Linked DNA regions of Mus musculus: region 1 is linked to region 2. A link is a contact called in public Hi-C data. All regions are on one chromosome and are shown on one strand. The core of a region is the stretch at or near the end of the contact, and the rest is flanking DNA. Distances in the headings are between cores, read along the strand shown. Region 1 has its middle 14 kb from the start of Frzb. Region 2 overlaps Dnajc10 (DnaJ heat shock protein family (Hsp40) member C10).

Region 1 (6,324 bases), core at 2,810-5,309, 140 kb after region 2:
GCTTGAACTCTGATTGTCAGTCTTAGCAGTAGGCATCTTTACCCACGGAGCCATCTCATCAGCTCAATATTTCCTTCTTTCTTTCTTTCTTTCTTTCCTTCTTTCTTTCTTTCTTTCTTTCTTTCTTTCTTTCTCTCTCTCTCTCTCTCTCTTTCTCTCTCTCTCTTTCTTTCTTTCTTTCTTTCTTTCTTTTTAAAGATTTATTATTATACATAAGTACACTGTAGCTGTCCTCAGATGCACCGGAAGAGGGCGTCAGATCTCATTATGGGTGGTTGTGAACCACCATTGGTTGCTGGGATTTGAACTCAGGACCTTCAGAAGAGCAGACAGTGCTCTTACCTGCTGAGCCATCTTGCCAGCCCCCAGCTCAATATTTCTATAAGGTCTTCATTTCATCTGCCAAAGCTTCAAGTGTTGAAACATTGCACTAATAATCACCAATATCATATTAATTCAATATTCTGCAAGAGTATCATTCTTCTTGTCAGATTCCTGTTGCTCCCACTTTTAAAAGTAAAAACTTAATTTGCATGTGAAAATGTAATATGTTTTGAATGCAAATAGGTATGGTTCCTGAGATGGCCTTGGAGGGGAGCATCCATTAGAGATCATTTATCATAGTGTTTGTGATAACGATGATGCCATTAATCAACACATCAGAGCACACATAGCTACTCAGATCTGCCATGCTGTGTCCAATAGGGTCAAAGTAGACAGAACACAGAGTAAGCAATAAAAGTTCTTTGGCCGGGCATGGTGGCGCACGCCTTTAATCCCAGCACTCGGGAGGCAGAGGCAGGCGGATTTCTGAGTTCGAGGCCAGCCTGGTCTACAAAGTGAGTTCCAGGACAGCCAGGGCTATACAGAGAAACCCTGTCTCGAAAAACCAAAAAAAAAAAAAAAAAAAAAAAAAAGTTCTTTGGGAGACAAAGCAGAATAAACTCTCTGAAGAAGATATCAAAAAAAAAATATTGTTGCCCTGAGAAAAAGAATCTATTCATTTCCAACCCCCAACTCCCATGCACTGAGCCCTCAGTACATATTTTCTAAGTACCAGGCTGCATTGGGCTGTGGTCAATAATGCAAGAAGCAAATCAGGGTCCAGACCACCATAAAACCTAAATTCTAATAGGTTTTCTCTACAACATAGACAAACTGGTATAACAGCCAACCCTGTAGCTTTGCTGAGGGAAGATTAACTAAGCTATTGCTTATGTTACAGTGAGATGTCATCGAAGCTGAAGAATCCAGGGAGACCCAGTCAAGTGTGTTCAAAAGGAGAGTGTGGTCAAACATTGTGCTGGCTAGTTTTATGTCAGCTTGTCACAGCCATAATCATTTTGAAAGAGGGAAACTCAATTGAGAAAATGTCCAGAGGTTAGTCTGTGGGCAAGCCTGTAGAACATTTGATGTGGGAGGACCCAGCTCACTTTGTGTAGTGAGCTTGTGTTCCTGGGTACTCTAAGAAAGCAGGCTGAGCAAGCCATGGGGAGCAAGCTAGTACTCCTCCATGGCCTCTGCATCAGTTCCTACCTCCAGGTTCCCAAGCCTGATTTCCCAGAGCTCCTGCCTCAATTTCCCTGGATAATGAAGGATAAGCTATAAGATAAAATAAACCCTTTCCTTCCCAAGTTGATTTTAGTTGTGGTGATTTATCACAACAGGAACCTTAACTAAGACAAGCATTGACCTCAATCCTTAAAAACTCAGTCATATAGGGCTGGAATGTCACTGACAGAGCACTTGCCTAGCGCTCATGAAGCCTTGGGTTTGATCCTTAGCACCACCTAAACCAGGTGGTGGTGCACACTTGTAACCCTAGCACCCAGGAGGTGGAGGAAAGAGGAAGGAACGGACATTCAAGGACATTTTTAGTGGCTTAGTGAGTCTGAGCCCAGCCTGGGCTACATGAGCTCTATTTCAATCAATCAATCAATAAATAAAATAAAACAAAGCCATGTATAAACAACATTTTTTCAAGTGACTCGCGTGAAGCTGCCCCACAAACCAGGCTGCATGCCTGTTTTCTTTGGTTAAGTTGTGAGAGTAATTGAAAGATGAGGTTTTGAAAGACTGGAGGATGGAAAATAATTAACAAGCCATTTTTTATTGTTATTTATTTACTTTACATCCAGATCAGAGCTTCCCCACCCTCCTCTCCTCCCATCTCCTCCCATCTTCTCCCTCTCCACCCTCCCCACACCCATCCCTTTTCTCCTTCTCCTCAGGAAATTGGAATCCTCCCATGGCTATCAACCAGCCTTGGCATATCAGGTTGCAGTAAGACTAGGTGCATCTCATCTATTGAGGCCAAACAAGGAAGCCCACTAACAGGGCAGTTTTGATACATGAAGAAACTGCTTTTGAGGCCTTTACAATCCATAGCTGTTACAGTGATTGTATTTATTTCTTCCCTTTTAATGTACCAAGAGCTTCAGTGTGTACCTATGAAATAATTTTTTGCTTGTGAGTGAAGTTTTGACATTTCATTTCACCACATTACAGGTCCATAGTTTCATTTTATCTTCCTTTTCTCACCAACAAACATGTGGTTTGCAGGACATTTCATTTCCTCTTCTAGATCCAAAAGTTTTAGTTAGAAGTATCTTTGAGACCATAATTGCCAGGGTTGGGCAGAATGCAAGGAACTATGTCAGTCTGTTCCACATCACCAATTTCGTGAGTGTGACCTGTGGCTAAAAATGTCACTCACAACAAGAGGCCAGACAGGAATGCCATGATCTATACGCATCTTGCTTGCAAGTGTCTTTGCTCGGAAGCACGTGGTCAAGCCAGTGAGTGGTAGGCTAAGACAGTCCCTAAAGTCTTCAAGAATCAGGCAGAAATGCATATGATTACAACAGTTCATACAGTAAGCTATGAGGAAAGCAACCAGCAACTTCACAGAAGAGTTAAGTTACCATTAGAGAGGAGAAACCTCAGTGGGCCACTAACCAATGGCTTTTATTCAAGTATTGCTGCGCTGATGCAGTGGGTCGCAACCTGTAGGTCATGGCCCCTTTTCGGTTTGAAAGACCCTTTCACGGGGGTTGCCTATCAGATATCCTGCATATCAGATATTTACATTATGATTTATAGCAGTAGCAAAACTACAGTTACGAAGTAGGAACAAAACTAAGCTTAAGGTTGTGGGGTCACCACAGCCTGGAGGATCTGTATCCAAGGGACACAGTAAATTAGGAAGGCTGAGAATCCCTACTCTAAGGAACGAGAAATGTCTAGGTTCTGTTTATGAGTGAACTTGTTTTGTTTTGTTTTGTTTTTCTTAAACAACTACAATGTTCTTAAAGCATTTATGGACTTCATGTTTTCCACGTATCTAAATTACCTCTTCTCTCCTGAGAGAAGAATTAGGATTTTTTTTTCACTTCATCTACAGATCTAACGCATGTTAAGTGTTTCCATTTTGTATTTGTAAATTATTACAGCTAATATTGTTATTTTATCACTAAGGCTACTGCCACTCTCTGAAATAAATTCTTAGGAGAAATGAAGGAAACAAGGGTGGATGCTTTCACCTGTGCCTGACTTTTGTGTGTTCCCAACATCAGCTTCACCACAAGGAAATCTGCATCGTCTCTATTTTAAAAGGCTAGACATAGAAAAAGTAAATATTTGCTTAAAATTTTCAAGAAAAACAAGGTTTGAAGGTTGCCTGTGCTCAGCACAGCATGAAGCCCCGCAAGCAGGGAAAGAAATAGAGAAAGAATTCGAGAAGCTTTGGGGCGAGGAAAGGTGCTAGCGTGAGCTCTGTGTCTGGAGAAAGAAAGAACCTATTTCCAGATAGAGAAAGCACCCACCCATTCTTCCCCGGGGAATAACAATACAGGAGCAGCCCAGACAGAAAAGCAACTTTTGTGAGTAAACGAAGGTCTCTGGACACTTTCCTTGGAACTCTGACTTCATCCGGCCTGGTGTCCTCACTTTGAGGAGCCTACAAAGGAAACCCAAAGGACCAGGACTCACAGACTCGGCCATGGTTCTCCAATGAACTCGTATCAGTGACAACATCTCTGGTTTTCTCTGCTGTGACTCATTTCTAACTTGGGTTGTCAGAATGAACGTTTCCAGAAAGTGGTTACATATTCAACCTGAAACCTCAAAGTCTGATCGACTGATTGATACTTAAAAGGACACGTAGGCCATTGTTGCAGACTCAGAGCCTAGTTACAATGTGGCTTTAGCCTTCTAAATAGCCATTCTGTTCTCATCTCTGTGCCGGCCTTGACTAAAGGATAAAAGATTTCTGAATGTATTAGCAAATCTGTAGCCTCTACAAAGAAAAGAGCTAGGAGTCATCGGGACATGTTTGAGGTCCACAGCTGAGAGTCCTCTGCTTCTGTGTAAGTGCCTACAGAGTTTCCACTGATGTATTTGAAAAGCACCTTGACTTACAACTTTCTTTATTCTGTTACTACAAACATTTCATGAAACTGTTTCCACTTTGGGACTTGGAAGTGGGGTGAGTTTGGGTCAGCCTGACCTACATAGTATCTTCCAGGATAGTCAGAGTTACATAGTGAGACACTGTCTCAAAACAAACAAACAAACAAACAAACAAACAAACAAAAATAGGGGAAGGGAGACAGAGAGATTGATTTGAAAAATATAATGAGTTTTAAATTCCACAATACAGTTTCCTAGTGAAATGAGATCCAGCTCTCCAGTGGTGAGGGGACACAAACAACTCTTGGAAATTACCCACTTTGACCCTCATATCAGAGCTCCAGGAAGGACCCAGCTCAGCAAAGCCCATCTGACGCTCCAGCACAAGGATGCACCCAGAGTCCTGGTCAGCCTCCTCAGATTCATGCTCCTTGAAGAAGCATAAGAAGAAACCCTGGGGTAAGATGTACCTTTTAACATTTTAGGAAAGTCCTTAGGGGTTGTGCCAGGATTGTTTATGCCATGACATACTCCAACAATTTAGGCCATGCTCTCCTCACCAAGTGATGCCACCCTGTGACATCTCCTTTCCACAGAGCCCACCCCTTGTTCTTCCCAAGTCAACACAAAACTATTTCTCAAGGGGCTGGTGAGATGGCTCTCCCGAAGGTCCTGAGTTCAAATCCAGCAACTATATGGTGGCTCACACCCTGATGCCCTCTTCTGGTGCATCTTAAGTCAGCTACAGTGTACTTATTTATAATCTTTGGGCCTGAGGGAGCGGGACCGACTGGAACGAGCAGAGTTCCTAAAATTCAATTCCCAACAACCACACGAAAGCTCACAACCATTGAGGTGACAACTAAGATCAATTTAGGGAAGTCCTTTCCTTATCCTAATAGTTTACAGTGGCCTCCACTGGAGAACCACATTCTTTTGTTTGTTTGTTTGTCTGTTTGTTTGTTTTTTTTTTTTGGTGTTTGTTTGTTTGTTTTCGAGACAGGGTTTCTCTGTGTAGCCCTGGCTGTCCTGGAACTCACTCTGTAGATCATTCTGACCTCGAACTCAGAAATCTGCCTGCCCCTGCCTCCCAAGTACTGGGATTAAAGGCGTGTGCCAACACTGCCTGCTGACTCTTGTTATACAGGCCTGAATCAGCTTTCACTGTGTCAAGATCAAAGGCCATATCATAACTTTTTCTGTGTGCCACTAGTCCTTACAGTGCGTGGTGCCTATCATCAATAACTCGTCATCCTGGTCTACTTGTGAATAGATATTTTTTTCCTAGTCTGTAAATTCTTCTATGGGCAAAGCCAAGTAGGCCAGGAGTAGCTGGCAGGGGGGTGGTTAGGGAATGTGGTGATGTGGTCATGAATGAGAAAACGTAAGAATACAGACGTATACATGAGCCTAAGAACTTCCAAACTCTCAGAAAGCTTCCTTCCTTCCAAACTTACAGAAAAGAACACCCCATACTCTGAGCAACACCATATCTGCTCCCTCCCTTGGTCTGCAGTTACTGTAGTTATCTGCTTACCTCCAAGGTCTCCACTGTTGCCAAAAACGTGTGCCTTGAATTTTCTTCTGCTACAGGTTTCATGGACTCATCTACCATCTTTGACTTTCTTTTGACCTCAGGCTGAATTGCATTGCTATATCCAAAGATAAACTTCTGTAACCTTTCCCCCTTAAAATGTTGACAGGATACATTTTTACAAAGAATTTGAGAGGGTGACAGCACAGGCAACCAGCTGAAGTTACGGAGCTTATAAACAGAGCAAGCATTGTATGACTTACTTCTGAAACAATCCCGAGGACCTCTATCTTCTCTGACTCAGCACTTTGTAGTGTAGTCCCTTCCCACAGTCGCCAAAGGCAGCAATTCTCTGGACCCGTATCCCTGAGCAAATGTCT
Region 2 (6,294 bases), core at 845-3,344:
TCTCCCAATAAATAATGATAGAATCATTTTTAAATGATATGTGTATTCTTAGTGACTTCTGGGATAGTCCCCAGTACTCTCAAATCAGCTCTATTCAGATAGAACAAAATGGTCACAAGCTGTGGTCATGCCCCAGTTCATCTCTACTTGCAGAGCCCTTCCTCTGTACCCTTAAGTCCTTTTCTCCTTCTAGCTGATTAATCTATTGAAATCTCTGCCTTTCTTGCCGCCCAGGCATCTCTTCTAGCAGTGGCCAGTACTGACTCAGATTTCCACCATTCCATGTATTGGCATTGGGTTTCCTTACTACACCTGCCTCAGGCTTTCAACATAGGTCTTTATAGTTTGTCTAGTTTCCAGTTGTTACTACTGAGAAGTTTAATCTATAAATTACATAGTTCACTTTTGCCAGGCAAGGAACGGCAAATGTGTGACCTCACTTGAGAAGCGACAGTAGTAGTTAGTGAGCATTAATTTCAAAGTTGTCAGAATCTTTTCCTTTTGTGAGAAATCCTGTTTTCCATTAAGCACATGCATGCTGTCTTTTTCTTTGTCACAGTACAACAGTACATCGGTTGTGATCGAGTTCTAAACTGTATTTGAAAGGTAGAAAACATCTCATGAAATAAGGCCGCAGTTCAGGCATCCTTTTGAAGATGGCTCAAGAAAGAGGAACTTAAGACAGTGCTGTATTTTCTGTACTAGTAGAAGCTATTGCACAAGATATTAATAGATAGTCTGGCTTTGTGATTTAAAAGAAATTTGCATTTTTAAATATTCTTGCTCTGTTTTCTATTACTGAGTTAATATAAAAGCATTTCATTGTGCTACTTTACTTCGCTTCTAAAAACACTTTTAGCCCAGGACAGTGGCCTGCCTATCCTGTGAGCCCAGGACAGTGGCCTATCTATCCTGTGAGCCCAGCGACATGGGAAGCTGAGGCAGGAGGCATTCCTGCCTAGATTAGACAACATAGCAAAACTATATTTGTTTCCAAATCTATGAAATGAATAAATGAAATGAAAGTGTATTTTTAATCTTACTACTACATAGGCAGTAAGAACTGAGCCAGTACTTATTGCCGAGATTAGAAGTGCTTCTGACTCAGGGATGCATACAGCAATAGATACTCCATCTCGTGTGTTTATAATTCATAAAAGGATCTCTTTTTCTATGGAGATTTTCATTAACTCTGTTGAAGACTTTCCCTAAATTAAAACCAGTTGTTGGTCTAAGCCGTGACATTTGTTGAGATCACCTAGGTAGATTAACAGGTCCTCAAGTCTGCTAGAGAAGGACTGAGGAAAAGGCTAAGTTACGCACTCTTGCATGCAATGTGTACATGAACTGCTTCTCCACAGAACCACCCTGCCACTGAATTGTGTTTCTGGATGTTTTCAGCTATCCAGTCAGTTACGCAAAAATAGTACACAATCCCTAATAGTTATAATTTATGGACATTTTATTTTAAAAACACTGACAACTGATTTGGGTATTAAATGTTATGAAGACTCTTAAAGCAAATTGCCCTCACATTTTTATCTAGAATATTAGAGTGAGCCTTCCTTAAAATCATAAGTTTGTCTTCGTCAATTCATTCTATAGTTCTATGCTGCTGGCTTCATGATGCTTCATATCTATGTTAGGAAAATATGTATTGATGTTTAAATGACAGAATTCTTTACTTTGCATTTTTAAGTAACTTGCTTTTCAAAGGTAAAGATCTTACTTAGGAAAAGGGTTTAATTTAATCACTGTAATCTTTACTCTGTTGTACAGGTCCCTAGCACACACCATTGATCTCAGTACTTGGAGCCAGAGGCAGGAGGATACCTGTGTTTTAAAGGCAGGCTTGGTATTCATAGCAAATTCCAGGCTACCAGGGCTATACAGTGAGACCTGCCTCAAAGATCAAGCTCAGCGTCTGTGAGAGGCCCTGGCTTCCTGAGCCTCGCTGTGGGGGTAGAAGAGCTGTAATCTCAGCTCTGGTGCTCCTCTTTATCTCCTATGTGCACAGACTGGCATAAGCCCTGGCTGTTAGCTCCTGTGCCACACGTATGGCTTCATGGCAGTCATTCCCCTACAAAGCTGCTACTCATTCAAGTATAGATGTAGGAGAGGTTGTAAAGTTACATGGGCTTGACATTTGAAAAGAACCACAGGAAGTAAGGCAGTGAACTATTTAGGACTGATTTTTTTTTTTCATTTTGATCTTAGCAAAATGGTTTGTGATTGAAGTGTGCTGTAACTAGGCTTATGTGCTTTCAGATGCTGCTGTCAACTCTGGAGAACTGTGGTTTGTAAACTTTTACTCCCCAGGATGTTCGCATTGCCATGATTTAGCCCCCACTGTACGTATGTTTAATAACCCAGCCATTAAAGCCTTTTTCCTAGTTGATGTTTTATGTGTTCTTTCTTTTTTTATTATTGTATGTTGGAAGTTATTTTGTGTTAGTAACTGACTGTGAAATCATTATCATATACTTTTACTAAATGTTTTATCTAGTAAAATGTTTCCCCTTTAAGATTATATAAAGTGTAGTATGCTCAAGAGTTCTTAAGAAACATTACCAAAGAAACACTTGTTTTCTTTACTGTCATAGTGGAGAGAATTTGCTAAAGAAGTGGATGGGTTGCTTCGAATCGGAGCTGTCAACTGTGGTGATGATCGGATGCTCTGCCGAATGAAAGGAGTTAACAGCTACCCCAGCCTCTTCATCTTTAGGTCTGGAATGGTAAGGGATATCTCTGTTTTTAAGATTTGTGAAACTTTATAACCAGCGAAATACTAGAGAAAACAATATCTAAACTTTTAGGCTGTTTCTGCTTTTTCTTACTTTAGGAGCTAATTTATAATAAACATTTTTGTATTGCTTTATGAAACTTTTTAGGGACCATCAGTTCCTGTCATAAAGGATATTTATTTAATGTGCATATTATGTTTTATGGTTTATAATGTATTTTAGGTGCTGTCTCATGGGATAGAAAGTGCTAATCTTCCTTTTTTCCAATTTCTGTGGATAAAACTGAAGCTAAAATTGTTACAAATGGTGCAAAAGAGTATTCTATATGATTTGTACTGTCACAGCTCTCTTAAGTATTATTTGTAAATGCACTGTGTTGTTTAAAATTAGAACTTCCTGCATTATTCAAAACAATGTTAAATATAGGTATTTGGTAGGCTTTTGAAATGAAGAAGTAATAAATGTTTTTATAAAACCATCAGGCTGCAGTGAAGTACAATGGAGATCGGTCAAAGGAGAGCTTAGTGGCCTTCGCCATGCAGCACGTCAGGAGCACAGTGACAGAGCTGTCAACAGGTAAGGTTTCCTTAATTGCGTGCTTTTCAGTCATGTTTGGAAATCAGTATTTTGAATTTACAGTGAGAGTTGATTTGGGTCACAGTAATGATACTTTACAGTATCTTTTTCTGCACTTCTTAGAAAGGAAGTGTGTCACTGCTCAGGTTGCTGCTGCCTTGTACACTGAACAGGCTGGTTGGGTTTACGTAAGGACTACTGCAATTCAGGTGTAGAGGGCTGTGAGATGGGAGGACATGGCATCCTTGAAACAGCTGACTCAGCACTGAGGCATATGTACCTGCGGCCATGGCCACTGGCAGAAACTTCATTTAAAGGTCAAAAACATTTCTAGTGGTAGATTTTAACTCACCAAGTGATTTTAGCTTAGCTATTTGAAGTATCCATGAGACAGTTTCTAGCTAGAGGAATGTCTTATTTATTCATTTGGCAGCATCTGTGTGGTAGAAACTGTGTTCAACACTATGTTTACGGTAAAAGAGTATCCGATCCCACTTCACTTCAGTGAGCAAGATACCAATGAGCAACTGAAATACAGTCCGATAACTTTTATGGTTAGAAACTAAGCGTAAAGGATATGAAACAACCCATTTAGAAAAAGAAAGGTTAGAATGGACTTTTTTAAAGAAAACATAACTGGTGTCTCATAGCACTGAGTAGGAAGGCTTCAGAGAACACTGGGTACTTGGAAACCAGCAGGGCTTTCCCAGTCTAAGGGAGAGCAGTGGAGTGCAGTGAGCGTGTGTGGGAAGAACTGTGACTGGCCAGGAGACAGGCAGAGCTCAGCTTAGACGGGACTTTACTGATGATGGTTGAGTTTTCTTAATTGTTGTCTTAAAAAAATAATTAGTACTATTTAGAGGGGACGGGAAGTAGTTACGTATGGAAAGAAAGAAATACCATTTGGAAGTGTTACATGTACTCACAAATTTTATTTTCTTTAAAGGAAATTTTGTTAATGCCATAGAAACTGCTTTTGCTGCTGGTGTTGGCTGGCTGATCACATTCTGCTCTAAAGGAGAAGGTAATTTATGCTGCTCAACTTGATTTTGTTTTTCTGTCAGTAATCAGTTATTTCAAAATGCAATTTAAGCTTCAAAGTGTTTACTTAGTAAATGTGTATTATGTATTTTACACCTAACAGGTAATGAAATTAGTGACATGTAAATGTATCTTTATAATTTCATGTTTAGTGGATGAGTTTTTCAGCCTAGTTATTCTCAGGATACATTGTACCTCAAATAGCCAAAGATAAACTGGGCAGTGTCCAAAGTAATTAATTATATCAACTACAATTGCTTCCAAAATAGGTTTTAGAAATTTAGATTTTAAAAGTTACATATATAAAATATGTGTCCACCTCATAAAATTATGTCTTTATTGGTCATAGTCTTATTTTCTAAGGGCCTTTGTAAATTGTTTAAAATTCAATATCCTATATGCCTATGAGTAAGATCAATTAAAAGTTTTTCCAGATATTATAAAGCAGTCCCATTGTTCAAACTTTTTGTGTCTGATCCCAATATGTATATTTCTCTTACTCATCACCTTTTTACCTTTGTGCCCCTTTGCTGGGGATATATTTATTGCTTAATGACTAAAAAGAGCCATTCGCCCATCCTCCCAAGACCTGTGTTGAGAAATCACAGCCTTGAAACCCAGTGGTTTTCAACCTTCCTAGTGCTGTGACCATTTAATACAGTTTCTCACGTCTTAGTGATTCCAGCCATAGTATTAGCTCATTGCTACTTCCTAACTGTAACTTTACTGCCGTTATGCATAGTGATGTAAGTATCTGAGATGCAGGATGTCTGATAGGTCACGGCCCACAGGCTGAGAACCACCAGTCTAGCCAGTGCCAAGTGCGATTTCTCTGTCTGCACCTGAGCTTTTGAAACTTTCTAACATGTTATATATCCATCTCTAGCCTCTGACAGGCCACGGTTACTTTTCTTCCAAACTTTACCTCAATGTATCCTATTGTTCATATTTAACATATTTATGTATATATATATATATATATATATATATATATATATATGCCTGGAAGATTAAAAATTATTATATTTTGAGGATTCTTCATATACCTTTTCAAGTGGTTCCATTACATTTTACTTTTTTCAAATCATGACGTTTCTTGGCCAAAGGAGAGCTACTGAGAGAGTAAACCCTTACAGAAAACTCTGGCTGCTCTTCTCTGTGAGTGGAAATCCTGAGACATTAAAGGGCAGGAATGATTGTTTGTGAGATAGAGACCGATTGTTGAAGGGCCCAAGTCTATTCACTAGAAACAACATGGCTATACAAGGGAACCATTCTAATTAAAACTAAAATAGCCTCATACATTTTCTTCCCCTCAGATTGTTTGACATCACAGACCCGACTCAGGCTTAGTGGCATGTTGGTAAGCATCCCTCCTTTTTGTAAAACTGTCACCATGTAAGAAGTACAGCAGAAATTGACACCAAGTATCTTACGGTTTCTTGAACACTTTATCCTACTTATGTGTGATTTAACTCTGTGTCTTTCTAAACATTAGCTGTGCTCAGTGTTAACAAGCTCACCTCTAGGTCTTCCATGCTTATTATTTTATATAAGTTGATCCAGTTAGATGCTAATGTTTTTGTCATTTCCAAACTTTAGATTTTGTTCAGTTTTAGCCTGCTGTTTACTGTCTGTAGTGGTTAGGTATTGTGCTGTAAATGATTCTCATCCTTTAATATTACTAAAGCTCCCACTGTGGTCTGGGGGATTGTCAGTTGTAAAAGCTGGAAAGGTTTTTTATAATTCTGATACTGACATTGATTGGGTGTGACTTTTATACATAGTAGAATAAGCTTGTGAAGTTCATATCTGCCTGATTTCTGTGCTGTTTAATTTGAGGGATGAGCATATGAAAACACTAAAATTGATTTATGTATCCATTACATATATCTGTTACGTGTGTGTGCATGAGTATACATGTATGTAGGAT

What was found. A called contact is a pair of places that touch in the nucleus more often than the background predicts.
Region 1: a Hi-C map of Th2 cells shows a contact between it and region 2, with 2.5 times the contacts expected there. The contact joins two enhancer-like sites. A contact is called at or near these places in 1 of 39 promoter capture datasets (hippocampal neurons), 3 of 484 Hi-C or Micro-C datasets (Th2 cells, group 2 innate lymphoid cells and pre-hematopoietic stem cells) and 2 of 9 other capture datasets (adipose tissue and pancreatic islet).

The regions. Positions count from the first base shown.
Region 1 is chr2:80,457,977-80,464,300 of GRCm38.p6, forward strand. No RefSeq gene overlaps it. Among named protein-coding and RNA genes, the nearest start is that of Frzb, 14 kb to the left of the region's middle. Within about 2 kb of position 4,060, at least 7 of the 459 cell types and tissues checked have an H3K27ac peak or open chromatin away from gene starts, as enhancers often do. A contact at or near this core is called in Th2 cells, where this site is marked.
Region 2 is chr2:80,322,392-80,328,685 of GRCm38.p6, forward strand. Dnajc10 (DnaJ heat shock protein family (Hsp40) member C10) reads left to right here. Exons shown (of 23, transcript NM_024181.2): 5 at 2,269-2,351; 6 at 2,604-2,735; 7 at 3,227-3,320; 8 at 4,267-4,344; 9 at 5,681-5,724. Among named protein-coding and RNA genes, the nearest start is that of Dnajc10, 10 kb to the left of the region's middle. Within about 2 kb of position 2,095, at least 16 of the 459 cell types and tissues checked have an H3K27ac peak or open chromatin away from gene starts, as enhancers often do. A contact at or near this core is called in Th2 cells, where this site is marked.